2 separate regions of the Manis pentadactyla genome follow, and region 2 is linked to region 1. A link is a contact called in public Hi-C data. All regions are on one chromosome and are shown on one strand. The core of a region is the stretch at or near the end of the contact, and the rest is flanking DNA. Distances in the headings are between cores, read along the strand shown.

What was found. Hi-C and Micro-C count contacts between places; a contact is called where the count stands out from the background.
Region 2: a Hi-C map of skin fibroblasts shows a contact between it and region 1, with 6 times the contacts expected there. The contact joins the promoter of LOC118913914 here to the promoter of AKR1E2 in region 1. A contact is called at or near these places in 3 of 3 Hi-C or Micro-C datasets (blood, fibroblasts and skin fibroblasts).

Annotation. Positions count from the first base shown.
Region 1 is chr3:92,767,441-92,771,362 of mManPen7.hap1, reverse strand. It overlaps AKR1E2 (aldo-keto reductase family 1 member E2), which reads right to left and starts at 1,889. Exons shown (of 9, transcript XM_057498122.1): 1 at 1,076-1,889. The coding sequence starts at 1,114.
Region 2 is chr3:92,933,520-92,937,441 of mManPen7.hap1, reverse strand. It overlaps LOC118913914 (aldo-keto reductase family 1 member C15-like), which reads left to right and starts at 2,012. Exons shown (of 10, transcript XM_036888252.2): 1 at 2,012-2,166; 2 at 3,661-3,828. The coding sequence starts at 2,080.

The DNA of each region.
Region 1 (3,922 bases), core at 640-3,139:
TGGTGGTGGTGGTTGATGTAGCATTCCTGGTGCAATAGATACTGATGGTAGATTTCTGATGTCACACTACTAAAAAAAAACTAAATAAAAACAAGGATTTACGTGGAGTCAGGAAGGGTATTACAATTAACCCAGTTCTACGCACTTGAAATCCAACAGCAAACAGGAATAATGGTTTTGACCTTTGAAGCAGTTTTCACATCTTTCCCTTACCCTGTGTGCAAGAACTGTGGGCTCCTGTACTGTGCTGTGTGCAAAAGACACATTGCAGAAGGACAGAACCAAAGGCAGTCAAAGTCTAAACAGTCAGATGAATCAAATGCTTACTGAATGGCTGCCAAATGCACGTCCTTGGCTAGATGCCAAGAACCACAATCAATAACTGCTTCTGAGACCTGTAAGAGTTGATAAGTGCACAGAAGAAATAATTAAAACTATACTTGGAGGAGCAGGGATTGATCATTCGGATTCCTACTCATCCAGTAACTTCGTGTGCCATTTTTTAAGTGAACATCTTTTTATTCAAAGACTAAATCTCAAAAAAGAAAAAAAAGGATATTTGAAAGACTGTTTAGTACTAGCTCAAATCACTGACGAATGAAATAGTCCAAAGTAGAGAAAGTCCCGAAGTGCTTCCAGGCCCAGTCCTTTACAGAGGGAAGCGGGAGCTGCCAAGTTGGCAATGTCGGCATTTCTTCATCTTACTGATACAGATAACACTCCCCAACCTTCCAGGATGGCTGCTGTTCTGATGCAGCTAGGAGCCTGCCCGTCCTTCTGCGTCCACCCAAGCCCGAGCCTTCCGGGTTTTCCCAAACACTATCCTTAATAATGATAAGATTTGTCCTCTACACAAAATACCATTGGGACCACCCGCATTTTCAGAAAATCTGATATATATCTAAAACTTCCATTTTTCAAACGCAAGAGGAGGTCCCGAGGGAGGTGCAGTGATCAGCTGCGCTGACGAAGCTGCGGCACCTGTCCATGCGGGTGTCCCGGAGGGTGTCCCCTTCACTCCGCGCGCCGCGGAAAGGCAAGGTAACGCCCCTCCCCCCCCTCGAGGCCGCCTCACCTTCCAGGTGCCCAGGCCCAGAACAGGTATCTTCCCCATGCTTCAGGGATCTGCTGCTGCGGCCGCGCACCTCCCCGGGGGCGTTACCGCGGTGGACGCCCCGATTGGTTGGTGGCGCCAGCCATGTTCACCTCTATTGGCTGGGGTTCGGCAACGCGCGGCCCCGATTGGCTGAAACGCTTAGCTGGCCGCTTCATGGGCACGCCCACATCTCTGGAGAAGCATTGTCACCGGTGGGAGGTGGATGTACGCAAGCGTCCGAGATTGCTGCCCAGCGGGCACCCGTAGGCTTCCGGGCTTCTAGCGACCGGCCCGGGCGCACAGTACTCGCAGTGCCAGGGAGCAGGGAAAAGCCCCGACCCCCAAGCGGAGGGGGCTCCAGGACAGGGAGGGAAGATCCTTTACCTTCTCCATTGATGTGCTTGTGGCGGGGACCGCTAGGGTCCCACAGGCTCAAAGAAAAGTCTGTTGGCTTTGGCTCTCCATCAGTGACCCATTGCGCTAAATCCAGTAAATGCCTTCTATCTTTGGGGTCCCTGGGAACAGAGGCCTAGGTACCGAGCGTCTGGGTAGTGCAGAACGTGGCAGAGCACTGACCTGCTCTGAGGACTAGGGACCAGACCCTGGTTGCTGGAGCTTTGGAGTCCTCTGGTGGAGATGGGTGGAATCATTGCTCTGGTTGGAGAGCTGCAGAGCTGGCCCTGACCGCCATGGGGGGCTGTGCCCATTGTGCTCAATGGGGCATCCGGAACAGGAGGAGCACCCAGATCTCATTCTGGGCTCTATACTGCCTCCCACCCAACAGACACCTTTTATTTTTAGCATCCATCTCCAGTGTGAGCTGCTCAGAGGTGGGGGTGAGGGTGGTTTCCAGATCCTCATTATTCATTTAGCAGTTGTGCTCTGAGCACTCACCTTGAGCAGCAGCTGTGTTAGGCTTGGGGGCAGTGCTGAAAGATCCCTCGTGGTCCCTGCCCTACAGGAGCTCATAGCCTGAAGGGGGGATGGATGGACAAAAGCTCTGTGTGAAATAGCAGAACAAATGCCATAGGGCACGAAGCCAGGGCTGGAAGGAGGGCCAGGAGCCCTCCGGTGGGTTTACATGGCCTCCAGGGCGACATTTGTGCTGTGACTGGAAGGACAAGAGCAGCCAACCCTGCATACATCTGTGAGCAGTGTGCCAGGGTGTGGGTAAAATTGTAACATTTCCAGAATACCTCGCCTGGCTTTGGTACATCTGCATATCAACAGGCGTTCAGAGGTGGAAAGAAGTATGGCTTTAGTGCATTTGCATCTTTCCTCAGGGGTGGAGAGAAGTTCATCTCCATATCAATAGGTAATTACCTGGGCTAGGAGGGCTTATCTGTACCTGAGAGGTGAGAGGGAGGGCCGGTTTTTGGTGTCTGCTGGAGCAGGAAAGAGAGAAGGTCCTGGACTGCAGCTTGTAAGCAATAAACGGATTTTAAACTTTATTTCTCCCTTTGACTGATTTTGGTTTTTAGAGGTATTTTGCCCCGGGATTTCCTCTCCCTGGATGTACACAGGGAAAGCTCAAAGATGCAGATATTTGGAGGCAGAAGAGCATTTGACCAGAGAAGAACTGAGAAGGAGCCAGTGAGGCTGGCGAAAGCTGGCATTAGGGATGGAGGGGAGAAGGAGGAGGAGGAGAGGGCCACTGTGTGGCACATTGCCCAAACTTAACACTCACAAGAGCACTTACTATCTCACAGTTTCTGTTACCAGGATCCAGGCTTGGCTCAGCTGGACCCTCTGCCTCAAGGTCTCCAAGGACATTGCGGCTGTGGTCTCAGCTGAGGCTCTGTCTGGGCAGGTTGCCCTTCTGAGCTCATTCACCAGTCACTGGCAGGATTCAGTTTGGATTGATGGTCTCAGTTCTTTTCAGTCAGTTAACTGCAGCTCTCTCCTTTTATCAGTGGGAGCCAGAGAGAGAGAGAGAGAGAGAACACAGGAGAGAGCAAGACAAAGTCACAGACAGAATTTCTACCTGGTTCTGCAACCACCCAAAGCAGTTTATGGCTTACATGCAGCCTAGCATGCCTGGCTCATACCTTAAGCCTGTGCCCATTTCTCCTTACTCAGCTGGATAACTAGGAACCTATTGAGGCAGAGCCCAAGGGTGAGGAGGCCAGGGGTAGGTACATGTGAGCATATAAGGAGGGGTCTGCTCCTGGCCACTTAGGAGCCTCCAGGGGCCAATGTAGGGCCAGGACCAAACACTGGCTTCAGACTACCCATCAGGAGGACTGCAGCCTGGGATACGGCCTCTTGTGGGTTCCTGGGCTGGGCTTCTCTGGGAGGCCCTGGAACATGTCCTCTCTCCGGAAAGGTACTAGGAAAGCAGGTTGGTGTCTTCTCTCCTCTGGAAGCTCCAATACCATCTCCAGAATGCAACTGGCTCCAGTACCAGCTCCTGTATAATCTTAACTAGATCCAGTTGCAGAACTACAGGACCAAAGCCAACTCAAGGCTTAGAGACATTTCCTTCATTAGATTGGTGCCACCTCCAGCAGCAGGTCCAGTGCTAGAGCCAAAAGCACCACCAGTTCTAGCAGCAATCTGGACCTAGAGCCAGCTTCTGCAGCTGCTCCAGAAGGAGAGCTAGTGCCTGCCCGCATATTTTAAGAGGGAACTAATTAACTTTTGTTTTTTTGTTTTTATTTAAAATAGCCCTTTTTATTTAAAAGGGAAATTCCAGATGAATCTGAATCAAAATTTCAGATTGTATATGAAAACTGAAGTTCTTACAGTAGACGTGTTTGAAATCTCAGGGTAGAAACCACTGTCTACATGTCACAGGAGCCAGGAGCCAGATGGAAACACCTGGCT
Region 2 (3,922 bases), core at 763-3,262, 170 kb before region 1:
CTCTGGAGGGAGGAAGACAGTTTGGGCTCCTGGTTTCTGCTCCTTTCTGTCAGTTTCTCCTTCCATGATCCAGATCCCTGAGTTCAAGAGGAAAGGATACCCGGCTGCTCTGGGACAAAAACTTATACCTGTGTGCCCGGCCCACTGGCTCAGGCAGTGGAGACGGGCACAGGAGCCAGGAGGCGGGGAACAGCTCTTTCCTACCCCCAGTACTGCTCCCCTGCAACCCCTAACATTGCTTCAGGGGCTCAGCAGCTCCAGAGACTACAGCTTCTGGACACTAGAGGGCGCCATATACAACTATGAAATGCCAAAGGAACCTTGTCCAGAGTAAAATTGTTAATACAACTCCCGAGAAAGATTTAAATGATATGGACCTCGTGACACTTCCTGAAAGAGGAAAGGAGAAGCCACACGGGCATCTGCCTAGGCTGGCATGATGCTTTCTTTCCCACTGAAGGCCCATTACACTTTACTGTCAGGGACAGTGTCTGTATATTAATTTTCAACTGTGTCTGCATTAAATAGAAGAGGTTTCTTACAATATTCTGTTGGTTAGAAGCATGTCCCAAGTACTAGCCACACTCAAGGAGAAGAAGTTACACAAAGGCATGGCTCCCAGGAGACAGGCATCACTGGGCCCTCTTGCCATGCCTACTTCTCTGATGGACCCCGAAATCCCTGAGAGCATCCTATCCCACTGGCAGACTTTGAGAAATCTTAGAAAATGGGAGAGTTCTCTGAAGCAAAGGATAATCATCATTCTTGTTACAAAAGGAAGATGTAGTTTGAAAATCATATTCTGAAAGGCATGACAACAATCTAAAATTGTTTTAAGTTAGTGTTTAAATCCCAGTTTTATGAAAACTCTTAAAAGAGAAGCAGAGAGCATGATAGCCTGATAGGACTTTTAACAATGAAATATACAGTGTATATTCATCGAATTTGTGCTGACACTTTGTTGAGATAAATACTAAATCCGTGGAGTAACAGAATCTGGCAGAATTTTGACCTTGAGCAGCCAGAGGGATAGGTTGGAAATAATAAAATAAAATCCAATGCCGCAGTCTGGGGTTGGCGCTCAAGGACCAAGTTCACAAATATGAGAAGAGGGAAGCATGGCATAACAGTGACAGTAAACAAAACACTGTTCAGAGGGCTTTATCCAGCAGAGTTCCTTAGCAGTGAGAGTGTAACTTCACTAACACGGCTTGTTGGATTGCATTCATAGAAGCCAGAATAATGTGGGTGCAGGGGACAGAGTGATTCAGCCCACCCGGCGAGGTCGCAGAGGCCCTTGTGTAGGATGTGGGCAGGGCGCCTGGCATTAGGGTCACTAGGCGTTCATGAGGCTGATGGGAACGAGGGGATATCAAGGAGGCTGTTCCAGGAGGAGGCGGCAGCTGATACGCGGCCAAACTACACAAAGGTGTCCTGGGCTCAGACAACTGTTTTGCTGACAGAAACATTCAAAGAAACAAGACAGAGAATCCAAAGGTGGAATGAGGTCTGATCCAGAGAAAAGGATAATGAAATTTCTTAAGGAAGTTTGTTACATGTGTGCTCAGGACCAGGCATGGAGCTCTGTTCAAGGAACTCTGAATAACATCTTCTTTGGTGGACATTTTGGACCGAATGAAGGGTGAGGAACTTAACTAAATTCCTGAGGTACAATTAGCCTTTTGAAATGACCAGCCTAATGATTATTTTGCATCATGTAAAGTAAATAGGATATCATTATCAGGGACAAATTGGCACGGTAATTTTTTTTAAATGTAAGAGTTAAGGGTAAGCAATGCTGAAGAGAGAAGTCAAACTCCTGTGCTGTGCATGAAATTTCTGTTGCCATTTTGTGAGATATGCCTGCAGAGACTAGAAATAGTTACAAGGAAGTCAGTAGGCTGCATACGGTTTCATTTCCCAATCCCTGTGGCCTTGATCCCAGTCCTGCCTCGCGTTGCACTGGGTATAAATAAAGAAAGCTGGAGCCTTGACTCCTCCTTGCCTCTCAGTCAGGGAAGGGAGGGAAGGGAGGGAAGGGAAGGAAGGCAGTCAGCACAGCCAGGCCTGAGCTCCGTGATGGATCTCAAGCACAGCCATTCTGTGAAGCTTAACGATGGGCACTTCATGCCAGTGCTTGGATTGGGCACTGGTGCTTCTGACGAAGTAAGTAGAAGCCAGGCAACTGGAGGGTTGAATGGAAATAGCCAATGGAAGGTGGTCAGCAGCTGCATGTGCCCACACCTGGGACACCCTGGGTGGCTTGGAGGGACCCGCTGGGCCTCCATTTCACAATCTCCCTTTGCACTGAATGAGACAAGCTAATGACACTGTGGATTCAGAGCAGATCATTTTGAGGGTGGATTCTCTTTATTTTTATTATTATTATTTTGGTTACTGAAAGTATACTGGATGCTCGCCATGTATTTTGGGCACTTGGCCTGACTTACCTTTAATTGCGGGATAACTGCTCTGGGTAAGTACTGTCCCTCTTCTTCTTTCTTACATGTTTAAAATCCAAGCTCAGACTTCTCTTCCCACACTTAGTACCCAACTGAGGCAGAGCCACTCTGCCCTCTGCTAGAAACACCTGGTAGGCATAGGCCCAGGAGGAAAGGACCCCCCACAGGACCATGTGGTAGCAGCTTTGCTGTCAGTGTGTTGGTGCAGGAGGTTTTATAACACAGAAACCTTTGTCTGTGAAGAAGGCACTATTCCTGCAAGGGTTAGGTGTTTGCAAAGGAAGACGGAGGGGCACAGAGAGCAATGGAGATGAAATCGGTCTTGTCACCAAATGTATTACCTACATGTTGATATGGTGACTGCAGTGTACTTAGAATACCCAGCATAGGTCACAGGGTGAGGGAGGGACAGCTATGGATTATTAGGAGTGACTGCCTGCATAAATGATAGAGAGCAGCGCACTCCATCTTGGTAGAGGTGGGACAGGAGCTATCAACAGCGAGTGGCTGCCAGTCTCCTTACAATGACGTGATCCCCCTCATACCCGCTATTATGCCTCAGCACAGGGGGTGCCTCTTTGGAAGACATGGGCCTCTGCTAATGGTCAGATTCCTAGGGCCTCAGGGCTTTCTTTGCACAATGTCAGGCACACAGGAGGCACTTAATGAATGCTTGTTGCATAAATGTTGCATGAGAGCACCTGGGGAAGGAAGCCTAGAAAATAATCATGATTGTCTCTAAACTGAGTTAAAGAGCCCAGTTCCATGGACACTGGATGGAGGATCAGTATTTCGGCTTGTTTCCAATTCCAAGCCAAAAGCAGATTCTCTGATATCTATCTATCTATTTATCTATCTTAACTTCACCTTTACCATCATCTCCATCTCCCTATTCATCTATATCTGTAGAAGCTTATTTCATGTGACAGATGATGTCCTTTTAGCTACTTCCTTACAAGGAATTCTTTACTGATTGAACCTTGAGCTTCCAGGTTCCCTGGTGAGGCCCGGGTCTCCAACTCATTCCCATGTGGAGTGTAGCCTGTGCTCCCAGAGTACAGGTTTGGTTCCCAGGCCACAACCACCAACCAGGGCACTAGGAGACCCACAGTAAGAGCTGGGGAAATGCTATTAAGGAAATAAATTGCTTCTTTCTGAGTGGGGCTGCTTATGAACCCTTCTGCTTTGTATCTTACAGATTCCTAAGGGTAAGACTAGGGAAGCCGTCAAAGTGGCTATTGATGTAGGTTACCGCCATTTCGATGCATCCTATGTCTGTCAAAATAAGGAGGAGGTGGGCCAGGCTGTTCGAGAGAAGATTGCTGACGGCACGGTGAAGAGAGAGGACTTATTCTACACCACTAAGGTGCCATGGGTCGGGGGTTGGAAAGGGGTCTGGCAGCCTGGATATGTTATTTAGGACAAACAACAACTTTGGTTTTGGTGTGAATAGCCTCTTT